Regions from separate parts of the Sus scrofa genome. Here regions 2 and 3 are each linked to region 1. The links are chromatin contacts, called in public targeted proximity ligation maps. All regions are on one chromosome and are shown on one strand. The core of a region is the stretch at or near the end of the contact, and the rest is flanking DNA. Distances in the headings are between cores, read along the strand shown. Region 1 has its middle 39 kb from the start of LY96. Region 2 overlaps UBE2W (ubiquitin conjugating enzyme E2 W). Region 3 has its middle 38 kb from the start of STAU2.

Region 1 (3,955 bases), core at 324-2,823:
CCAAACAATCAGATGTGTTGAAGTTTGGGGCAGAGAAAGGGTCATTGCGAGGCCAAGCAAGGAGAGTGGGTGGCTTGTGCTCAAAACCCCTGAACTCCCTGATGGCTGTGGGGAAGGTATTTATAGGGAAAATTTGGGGTGAGGGCTGCCTGATGTGTGGCTTCCTTCTGATTGGTTGGTGCTAAGGTAACAGGGCGGTGCTCCAGGAATCTTGTTCTAGAGTTGCCATCCTCCACCTGGGTGGGAGCTTCAGTTCCTGCAGAAGAACTCAAAGGTATTGTTATGTATATTCCTTGAGGAGGAACTGGGACCCTGCCCCAAGGCTGCACTACTGGAAATTCTCCAGCCAGGGATGGAATCCTTGCCATGGCAGTGACCTGAGCCACAGCAGTGACAATGCTGGATCCCTAACCACCAGGCCACCAGGGAATTCCTGCACTCCTGTCTCTTGAGTGCTCCTCCCTGGTCTCTGCCTCCCCTCCCTTCCCTGATTAGCAACTCTTTGAATCTGCTCTTTGGAACTCAGGGAAGGTCAAGGAGCCTGAAGGAAGCCTATTTCCTACACACAAGGAACAGAGGACACGGAAAGGCTTGCTCCTAGGAGGATCCCAGAGGGTCCAGCTCAGGGTTCAGTTTCTTTCTCGACTATTCAATATAATCCAAACACCAAGCCTAACCCTAATCCCAATTGAAGCAGTATGTTTGAAATACAAATCTGACCATTTTATGCTCCTGCTTAGAACATTTTAATGGCTTCCTGATATTCTTAGGCTAAAGATCCACATCTCTGATACAGCTTTCATACCCTTGAAATCCAGTGTCAACTTCCATCATTCTTTTTTTTTTTTTTTTTTTTTTTTTTTTAATTTTATGGCTGTATTTGCGGCCATAAAATTCAATCCCAACCCTGGGCCAGGGATTGAATCCAAGTCACAGGTGCAGTCTACATCGCAGCTGCGGCAATGCCAGATCTGTTAACCCACTGCACCTGGCCAAGGATTAAACTACTTCCTCTTTGGCAACTGAGCTGCTATAGTCAGGTTCTTAACCCATAGCACCATGGCGGGAACTCCCCATCATTATTTTTATATATTCTTCTAGGCTCAACAGCTACAGTAGTCTTCTTTCAGTTTTTTTAGCCTCCCTAGGCCACTCCTACTCACTCCGCCCCATTCTCCAGCCTGGTTAAATTCGCCCATGCCTCAATGCAAGCTCTCACCTCAATTCTTCAACTGAGCCCTCCTCCCTCCCTGCATAAGTCATGACCCTCTCCTGTGTCTCCTCGGAGAACACTCTTCTGTTTAAAACACGTATTAGCTGCAGAGACACTGGTGATCTTAATATGACAGAAGTTTATTTTTTACTCACAATGAAGTGTGTGCCTAAGTAGCCCAGGACTTGTCTGGAGGCTCTGTGATGTCGGGAGCTCCGGATCCTTCTCTCTTGTTGTGTTGACATCTCTAGGATGTTGCCGGCCAGCCTGCTCTAAGATGATTCACCACCATTCCCCATTCCAGCAGGTGGAAGGGAAGAAAAGGGGAAGCATTCTCACTCCTTTTAAGTGCATGACTCAGGAGTTGCAATGATTACTTTTGCTCGCTTCTCACTGAGAACTGGGTCATGAGGTGGCCACACCTAGCTGTAAAGGAGCTGGGAAAAGTAGCCTTTGCTTTGGCTGCCAGAGCGAATGGATATGGGGACACCTAGTGGTCTCTTTGGCACAACACTCAACCCAGGATCCAATGACACATTAATTAGTGCCATCGTTTGATTGATGTCTATCCATCCCACTAGACAGTGGTAATCTCTACAAGAGCAGGGACCATATCTATTTTTGCTCACCATTGTATCCCCTTCATCTATCCCCTTGCCTGATATATAGTAAGACCTTAATAAGTATTCATTATATAGTGAATATTCATGCATAAATGAATAGATTGGATCTCTGGCTCCGTCTTGCTATTTCCAGTCTCATGGTGGACGCTCCAGCCAGACTGAACCACTTGTGGTTGCCTTAATTCATTATCTATTTAAAAAGCTGTATTTTGATAATCTGGTAAGCAAAGTAGTTATTGCACTGTTTAAAATTTTTTGATTTTTGAGATTACATACATTTCACTTCTTGCTTTGGGATTTGATATGACTCATTCTAACAATATCCTTTGATGTACACTAACAGCTTGACACAGCAGATTTTAGGAATTCCCTGTTGTAGGTCAGCGGTAACGAATCCCACTAGTATCCACGAGGACGCAGGTTCGATCCCTGGCCTCACTCAGTGTGTTAGGGACCTGGCGTTGCTGTGAGCTGCTGTGTAGGTCACAGATGAGGCTTGGATCTGGCCTGCTGTGGCTGTGGTATAGGCTAGAAGCTGCAGCTCCAATTCCACCCCTAGCCTGGGAACTTCCATATACCCTACACCATGAATGCTGCCCTAAAAACAAACAAACAAACAAACAAACACACAACAACAAAAACTCAGCAGTTTTTAGTCATAGCAATAAGATCCCAGTTAGGCAGCATCTCAGGCATTTGCTTGATGAGGAGTAAATTCTAATGCTTGAATTAGGGCTTTCACACAGTTCTACCTAAATGCTAATTCTCAAACCTGAACTTTCCACAAGAGTTGAGAAGCAAAGAGTTAAAAGGTACTTTCTCTGTTTAGAATCTGGAAGCTTGGTGTGATATGATTTATAATGCAAAATCTATTATTTGGTTTTCCTCTTGTTTCTGGCACAGAAACTCTTGGAATGTCCTAAATGTTAAGAGCAATAAAGAGATCTTAATATTGGTAACAAGCCCCTTTAACCACACCTGAGCTTATGTCAATGAGGTTCCTTTAGGAAGGACCTAAGGTTGAGGGTTGGTTGCCAGGGGAATCAACCATGTGATTGGAGGGGGGGAACTTTCAGTCCCACCCCCTCCCCTCTGGGGAGTGGAGGGGGCAGAAGTTGAATCTCTGGGCTGGCCAATGGCCAATGGTTTGATCAATCATGCTTGTGTAATCAAGCCTCCATAAAAAATGCCAAAGGAAGGGCTTTCTAGAGCATCCAGGTTGGTGAAGTAGAACCCATCCGCACCCTGGTGACCCAAACTCCATGGGGCCAGAAGCTCTGCACTGAGGAGCTCGCCTTATGCTTCTCTTCATCTGGCTGTTCATCCACGTCTTTTACTATCCTGCATAATAAACCGGTGATCTAGTAAGTAGACTGGTTCCCGGATTTCTGTGCGCCTCTCTAGCAAATTAAACCTGGAGGAGGAGCTTATGGGGACTTCTGATTTATAGTGAGTTGGTCAGAAGCAAGCTGGACCCATGACCGGCCTCTCGAGTGGGTGCAGTCTGGCGATATTTGGCTATTAGCTTGTAGAATCTGATACTGTCTCCAGGTGGATAGTGTCAGAATTGAGTTAAATTTGTGGAACACCTGGTTGTTCTCTGATAATTCCTTCCTTCCTTCCGTCCTTCCCCCCCTCTTTCTTTCCTTCCTTTCTTCCTCCTTCCCCTCCCCGTTCCTTCCCTGCCTCAGGTGCTGCATATGGAAGTTCCCAGGTTAGGGGTCGAATCAGAGCTATGGCTGCGGGCCTGCACCACAGTCACAGCAACATGGGGTCTGGGCCATATCTGTGACCTACACCACAGCTCATGGCAACGCCGGATCCTTAACCCACTGATTGAGGCCAGGGATTAAGCCTGTGTCCTCATGGATGCTAGTCAGGTTCGTTTCCACTGAGCCACAAGGGGAACTCCTTAATTTCTTGATAGTGTGGAAAAAACACACACATTGGAGATGGTATTTTAAATTGCTATTTAAGGAAATAATTCTTGAGTTTCAGCAGTCAGTCAAGACTGACGTTGTATTGATAACTGAATAAGTCTTGATAACTGAATAAGTCTAATCAAGACTTGGCTGTGGGACTTCCCGATGTGGCACAGAAGGTTAATGATCTCTTTTGT
Region 2 (4,128 bases), core at 611-3,110, 170 kb before region 1:
GAACGATCACTGTAAATCAATGAACTGAGGATGTTTTATACCTGGGACAGGACACTAAGCAAGGATAGACATGATTTAGTTGAATTAGAATCAGGTGCCTTGTAAAAATGGCTAATTTGTATGGAGGGGTACTTTTAATCTGTTTATTGGACATGGAATTCCTATGCAAACCCTGTACTACTTTACATTAAAAGGTTAATATAATTTTTTTTTTTTGTCTTTTTAGGGTGTACCTATGGCATATGGAGGTTCCCAGGCTAGGGGTCTAACTGGAGCTACAGCTGCCAGCCTACACCACAGCCACAGAAATGCCAGATCCGAGCCACATCTGTGACCTACACCACAGTTCATGGCAACGCTGGATCCTTAACCCACTGATTGAGGCCAGGGATCGAACCTGCAACCTCATGGTTCCTAGTCAGATTCGTTTCTGCTGTGCCACAATGGGAACTCCCAGATTAATTTAATTTGAAAAGCCTCTTTTCTTACTACTTCTTGGCTAGCTTGGAGATGACCCAAACTCAAACTTTAAAAATTATTAACTATGAAAAATGACGTCTATCTACTCTATTCTAAAGAATTTTTATATATTTCTAGTTTTACTATGCAACTTTTCCTCATTCTCATTCAAAAGCAGGTAATTAGGAATTCTGGAAGTATTCTTAAGTAAAGGACTTCTCATTAGTTTTTTTAAACAATACAAGGCAGCATCAGAGGGCTTAAAACATGATTATCTTTTTAAAATTTCCCTACTAGGGAATATGGAAGGGAAAAAAACAGATACTAACAATGGGGTGGGACAGAGTGGCAGAGAAGACTGTACTTTCAAAATACACGTATTTTGAAAATTCCATCACTCCAAGACAATTTCTTCCCAAGTTTAACAATAACCTTAAAGTGGTTTTAAAGCACTGTGGGCAAGACAGTGGGGGAATTTATTATTAGCGAAGTTGGGTCTGAAAGAGAATGAACCACTGTCTTGAGAATTTTGACATTTTAAAGCATGTTTGATTTAATTGTGTTTGTCAACATTTCTTACTGACTAACCTTAATTTTTGATGAATTTGAGAACTTGATAAGGTAAAGGGGACTGTGACAGTCAAGAAATGATTTTGGGGTTGGTTTGGGTTTTTTTTTTTTTTTTTTTTTGGCTTTTTGGCTTTTTAGGCTTCATCCATGGCATATACAGAGGTTCCCAGACTAGAAGTCGAATCAGTGCTATAGCCGCTGGCCTACACCACAGCAACACCAGGTCTGAGCCGCATCTGCAACCTACACCACAGCTCACGGCAATGCTGGATCCTTAACCCGCTGAGCGAGGCCAGGGATTGAACCTGTGTCCTCATGGATACTAGCCAGATTTGTTTCCACTGAACCATGATGGGAACTCCAAGAAATGATTTTTTATTTTTGAAAAGGTTCTTTGTAAAGACACAGAGGGAACAGACAGCTTAAGTGTCTGCAGTGCTGGAGGAGGAGAGTAAAGGGTAGAATAAAGCAGTGTTTTTGTATTTGCTGGTGGTAACAGTGTCCTCCTTTAAGGAAGCAAAAGTCAAGAGGCGAGAAAAGGAGGAGAAGTCAGCAGTGTAAACTGAAGGGCCATTTAATTAATGTGGGGTCTTCTTTAGTTTTAGTGGACCTTCAGCATCCAGAAAGAAATCCCACTGGAAACTTGTCCTTATAAAAGGATCTAAGAATCCATGAAACAAGAGTTATCAAGTGACCGGCTGCCTCAGAATTATTTGGGGATATCTTAAAAAGTAAAACCAGCATTCTGGCACAATAACAACGTTTACATTAGATGCCTTAAAAGAGGAAGCAATCAACGAGGCGTTGGTGAGGAGAGCTTCCAAGAAGAGTGGAAGGACTAATTCCAGGCAAATGGCACAAGTGGAAACAACAGAGGACGAGGAATGGAGAGGATGTCATAATTAATGGTTCACGGAATAGTTCAGGCATAAAACATTTTTTGTATCACAGATGATTTTCTTAGGATAGATTCTCAGATGTTTAGCAACTAAGACAAGAGGTTTGATGTTGAACTTTAAGCTTGTTAACTATTGCTGAACTGCTGCTTCCTTAAAGGACGACACTGCAGTACCAGCAAATATGAAAACAGTTGTATTCTACCCTTTACTCTCCTCCTCCAGCACTGCACTCATTTCATAAAACTCTTGTCAATTCAATATAGTTTCCGAATATTAAATTTGTAATTATTTTACCGTGAACTTTTTTGCCCATGCTTGTAATTAATTCATTCTTAAGCAATTATTAGAAATGGCCTTTATTTTCAATAAGTTATGTTTTTCAACTTTTCTTTTTAAACTTTATATTGACCGTGTTTTGAGGTTCTTCCATGCTTTTACCAAAGGTTTAAATCCTCATATAACTAAATGTTTAATCTGTGATTCTTTTTAAGTTCAGAAATGCTTCCTCCAGAGTTGATACCCAACTTTTTTTTTTCTTTTCTGGCCGCACCTGCAGCATATGGACGTTCCCGGTGCCAGGGATCAAATCAGAGCTGCAGCTGCAAGCTATGCCACAGCTGTAGCAATGCCGGATCCTTAATCCTTTGCACAAAGCCAAGGATTGAACCCATGCTGTCAAAGAGACAATGCTGGATCCTTAACCCACTGTGCCACAGTGGGAACTACCAATACCCAACTTTTAAAAAATTCTTTTTCTGTAGATTTTTTGAAATGCTTAATTCAATCCAAAGAAAGTATTTTCCACATGAAGGAAAAAGGTAAATTTTTCTTTCTCAAAATGGTTGCCAATTTTCTTTTTTTGTCTTTTTGAAGGCCACATCCATGGCATATGGAGGTTCCCAGGCTAGGGGTTTAATTGGAGCTGCAGCTGCCAGCCTACGCCACAGCCACGCAAGATCTGAGCCACATATGCAACCTACACCACAGCTCATGACAACACCAGATCCTTAACCCACAGGGATCGAACGCGAAACCTCACGGTTCCTAGTTGGATTCGTTTCCGCTGCGCCACAACGGGAACTCCTCTTTTTCCTTTATCTTTTTCTGAATTCTCACATTTACTTCTTAAAAAAAAAAAAAAAAATTCTTTTATATTATTTTCCCTCATGGTCTATCCCAGGAGATTGGCTATAGTTCCCTGTGCTATACAGTAGGACTTATTGTTTATCCATCCTAAACATAATAGTTTGCACCTACTAACCCCAAACTCCCAGTCCATCCCACTCTCTCCCCCTCCCCCTTGGCAGCCACAAGTCTCTTCTCTATGTCTGTGAGTCTATTTCTGTTTCATAGGTGGGTTCATTTGTGCCATATTTTAGATACAACATATAAGTGATATCAGAGAGTTCCCGTCGTGGCACAGCAGAAACTAATCCGACTAGGAACCATGAGGTTACAGGTTCAGTCCCTGGCCTCGTTCAGTGGGTTAAGGATCCAGTGTTGCCATGAGCTGTGGTGTAGATCACAGACGTGGCTCAGATTCAGCGTTGCTGTGGCTGTGGCACAGACCGGCAGCTGTAGCTCTGATTTGACCCCTAGCCTGGGAACTTCCGTGTGCCGTGGGTGCAGCCTTAAAAAGCAACAACAACAACAACAAAAAAGTGACATCATATGGTATTTGTCTTTCTCTGACTTATTTCACTCAGTATGATAATCTCTAGGTCCATCCATATTGCTGTAAATGGCATTATTTCTGTTTTGTTTTGGTTTTTTATGGCTGAGTAGTATTTACTGCATACATGTACCACATCTTCTTAATCCATTCATCTGTTGATGGACAATGTAGGTTGTTTCCATGTCTTGGCTATTATGAATAGTGCTGCTATGAACACAGGGGTGAATTTATCTTTTTCAATTATAGTTTTGTCTGGATATATACCAAGGGGTGGGATTGCTAGATCATATGCAGTTTTATTTTTGGTCTTCTGAGAAATTTCCATACTGTTTCCCATAATGGTTGTAGGCTGCCAATTTTTTAATAGTATTACTTAATAATTTTCCTTCTTCTCACAGTGACACCTTATTTATCATATATTCAGATCTTATACAAAAAGGCCTAGAGAGAAGTAACTGTATTTCAGTGACCATTCTTGCATTAGTACCTTTTGGTGTTTGGTAGACTTTTCCTTCATTATCCTTT
Region 3 (4,204 bases), core at 1,541-4,040, 190 kb before region 1:
CTATTTGTATAGGAAACTCCGTCAGGAAGCCTGCCCATGAAGTTCCCGTTGTGGTGCAGCAGAAACTAATCTGACTCGTATCCCTGAGGATACGGGTTTGATCCCTGGACTCGATCAGTGGGCCGGGGATTCAGTGTTGCCACAAGCTGTGGTGTAGGTCGCAGACATGGCTTGGATCCCATGTTGCTGTGGCTGTGGTGCAGGCCGGCAGCTGTAGCTCCATTTCAACCCCTAGCCTGGTAATTTCCATATGCTGCAGGTGCAGCTATAAAAGCAAAACAAAACAAAACAAAACAAAAAAACCCCAAAACCAAACAAACAAAAAAGGCCCGCCCATGAGCTGCTGAGAATGCCTCACAAGTAGATTCCTCGCAACTGGCCCATGGGCACCTCTAGCACGCCACATACCTCACCCACAGCCCATCCTGTCCTGGCCCTGACCATGGCTGGCCCCCTGTTCATATACTCTCAGTGGTGGTGGTAAGAGCGAACTTTGGAAAACGGCTCGTGAGCATAGGTAGAAAACACCAGAATTTGCAAGCCTGGAAAAGATCACAAACTGGAACTTGAGCTGCAACTTTGGGGAAACAAAAGAGAGGCTGTCTGCCCTTGGCATGATGTGCTGCAGGATTAAGAGAAGGCACACAAGCTTAAGAATTCTGCCATCATTGGGAGCTAGAGGCTTGGAGCAAGTATATCTGTGGAAGATCTGAGAAAGTCTCAGAGTCTGGGCAAGGATGATGGAGGGTATCTTCTCTACCAAAGACAGTAAAAACTGGAGGAAGTGATTGCTACTTCAAATACCAAGACAGCAATGCAAACCAAGAAACACGAAAAACCAAGGAAACACCACGCCAGCAAGGATCACAGTAATCTTCCACTTATGTAGGCCAGAGACATGGAGAGCTGTGATTTATTAGACAGATAATTCAAAATAACTGTTTTAAAGGAGCTAAATGAGCTATGAGAAAACACAGAAAGACAATTCAACAAAATAGATGAACAAAATGAGAATTTTTTTACAAAGATAGAATAAGAAAGAACAAGAACAAGGGGTTCCCATTGTGGCTCAGTGGGTCAAGAACCCAAGGCCATCTCTCTGAGGATGGAGGTTCAATCCCTGGCCTCACTAGTGGGTTAAGGATCCGATGTTGCTGTGAGCTGTGGTGTAGGTCCAAGGCAAGGCTCGGATCCAGTGTTCTGTGGCTGCGGCGTAGGTCACAACCATTTTGATTGGACTCAACCCCTAGCCTGGGAACCTTCATATGCTGAAGGTGGGACCCTAAAAAGCAGAATAATAATAATATTAAAGAAATAATGCTGATCCTCTCAAAATCTTTCAAAAAAGTGAAGCAGGAACATGCCCAAACTCATTTTACAAGGCTCGTACCACCCTGACACCAAAACAGGACACTGCAAGAAATAAAGCTTTAGGTCAACATCACTAATGAATATACAGATATAAAAGTTCTCGAGAAAATATAGTAAACTGAGTTCAACAGCACATGAAAAGGACCACACACCATGATCAAGGAGTATTCCTCCCTGGAATGCAAGGATGGTTCAATGTATGTAAATGAATAAATGCAATACACCATGTTAACATAAGGGAAGAAAAAAATCATATGATCACCTCAATAGATATAGAAAAAGCATTTGACAAAATACAACATCCTTTCATGATAAAAACTATCATATGGAGGGGTGAAAGGAATGTACCTCAACATAATAAAGGCTCTATATGACAGGCCTACCAGTTAAAATTACATTCTGTGGTAAAAGCTTGAAAGGCTTTCCTCTATGATCAGGAACAAGACGAGTGTGCCCCTCTCACCACTCCTATTCCATATAGAACCGGAAGTCCTAAAGAGCAACCAGGTAAGAAAAAGAAATAAAGGGCATCTAAACTGCAAAAAAAGAGGTAAAATCATTTTTGTTTGAAGATGATATGGTCTTATAAATAGAAAATCTTATAAAGTCTCCACACACACAAAGAACCTGTTAGCAATAATCAATACATTTAATAAAATTACAGGATCCAAACTCAACACTTTAAAAATACATGAAAAAGGGTGTTCCTCCTGCTGTGAGTTAAGAATCTGACTCCAGGGGCTTGGGTTGCTGCAGAGGTGCGGGTTCAATCCCTAGCCCGGTGCAGTGGATTAAAAGATGTATGTTGTGGCAGCAGCAGTAGCAGCAGCAGCAGAGGTTGCAGCTGTGGCTCAGATTCAATACCAATCCTTGGGAGTTCCCATCGTGGTGCACTGGAAATGAATCCGACTAGGAACCATGAGGTTGTAGGTTCGATCCTTGGCCTTGCTCAGTGGGTGAAGGATCTGGTGTTGCCATGAGCTGTGGTGTAGGCTGGCAGCTGCAGCTCCCATTAGACCCCTAACCTGGGAAACTCCACATGCCTTGGGTGCGGCCCTCAAAAGACTAAAGAAAATAAATAAATAAATAAATAATTTTTAAAAAATTCCAATTCTTGGCCTGGGAACCTTTGTATGTTGAGGGTGTGGCCCTACAATTTTTTAAAAATCTGAGGAAATAAAGCAGTTCTTTTCACAATAACATCAAAGACAATAAATACTAAGATTGAGGAACTAAATAAATATTTTTCCAAAGAAGGCATACAAAGGGCCAACAGGTACATGAAAAAATGCTTCACATCCCTAATAATCAGGGAAATGCAAAGCAAAAAACACAATGAGAAATCACTTTGTACTGTTAGAATGATTATTACGAAAAAGTCAGCATTCTCTTGTGGCACAGCAAGTTAAGGATCTGTCATCATCATTGCAGCAGCTTGCATCACTGCTGCGGCGTGGGTTCGACCCCTGACCTGAGAACTATCCCACACCTTGGGCGTGGTCAACCTCCACCTCACTCACAAAACAAAAAAACAATAAGGCAAGAGATGAGTGTTGGTGGCAAGAGACAAGGCAACGCTTGTGCACTGTTGGTGGAAATATAAACTGGTACTGTGGAGCACAGAATGATGGTTCCTCAAAAAATTAAAAATAGAACTATCATATGATCCCACAACCCCACTTTTGAGTATCCCAAGGAAATGAAATTAGGATATTGAGGCAATATCTGCACTTCCATGTTCACTGTAGCATTACTCAATTCACCAAGATGTGCAAATAACCTGAAAGTCCCTCAGGAGATGAATGAATAACATTGTGATATATATATATAATGAAATATTTTTCGGCCATAACAAAAAAGGACATCTTGCCATTTGCTTCAACAGGGATGGACCTTGAGAGCATTATGCTAAATAAAATAAGTCAGCAGAGAAAGACAAATACCATATGATACGATTACTCACATGTGGAATCTAAAAAAAGCTGCACTCATGAAAACAGGGAGTAGAATAGTGGTTGCCAGGGGCTGGAGGTAGGAAAATGGGGAGATGGTGATCAAGGGGTACAAATTTCCAATACAATGAATAAATTCTGGGAGTCTAATGTAAGGCATGTTAGTACAACATATATCCTAGAAAGTTGCTAAGAGAGATCTTAAGTGTTCTCATCACAAAAAAGAAATGGTGGAGTTCCCGTTGTGGCTTAGCAGGTTAAGAACCTGACTAGTATACACAAGGGTGTGGGTTCGAATCCCGGCCTCACTCAGTGGGTTAAGGATCTGGTGCTGCTGTAAGCTGCAGCATAGATGGAGATGTGGCTCAGATCACGTGTTGCCGTGGCTGTGGTGTAGGCCTCGGCTGAAGCTCCAATTTGATCCCTAGCCTGGGAACTTCCATATGCAGCAGGTGGTCCTGAAAAAAAAAAAAGAAATAAAAAGAAATGGTAACTATGTGAAGTGATGGAAGTATTAACTAACTCTACTAAGATAATAATTTCACAATATATGTAAGCACATAAAGTCATTACATTTGTACACTGTAAATTTATATGGTGGTATGGCAATCATATCTTAGTAACATTGCAAAAATTGAATTTTAAAAAAGGATAGTTCTGGGAGATCCCATTGTGGCTCAGAGGGTTATGAACCCGACCAGTATCCATGAAAATGCGGATTCCATCCCTGGTCTCACTCAGGGGTTAAGGATCCAGAGTTGCTGTGAGCTGTAGTATAGGTTGCAGATGTGGCTGGGATCTGGCATTGCCATGGCTGTGGCTGTGGCTGGCAGCTATAGCTCCAATTCAACCCCTAGCCTTGGAACTTCCATATGCCACGG

The links.
Region 2: a targeted proximity ligation map of alveolar macrophages shows a contact between it and region 1. A contact is called at or near these places in 1 of 47 Hi-C or Micro-C datasets (embryonic fibroblasts) and 1 of 2 datasets of targeted methods (alveolar macrophages).
Region 3: a contact with region 1 is called in a targeted proximity ligation map of alveolar macrophages.

Annotation. Positions count from the first base shown.
Region 1 is chr4:61,909,344-61,913,298 of Sscrofa11.1, reverse strand. No RefSeq gene overlaps it. Among named protein-coding and RNA genes, the nearest start is that of LY96, 39 kb to the left of the region's middle.
Region 2 is chr4:62,074,978-62,079,105 of Sscrofa11.1, reverse strand. All of the region lies in intron 4 of UBE2W (ubiquitin conjugating enzyme E2 W), which reads right to left. Among named protein-coding and RNA genes, the nearest start is that of UBE2W, 30 kb to the right of the region's middle.
Region 3 is chr4:62,099,312-62,103,515 of Sscrofa11.1, reverse strand. No RefSeq gene overlaps it. Among named protein-coding and RNA genes, the nearest start is that of STAU2, 38 kb to the left of the region's middle.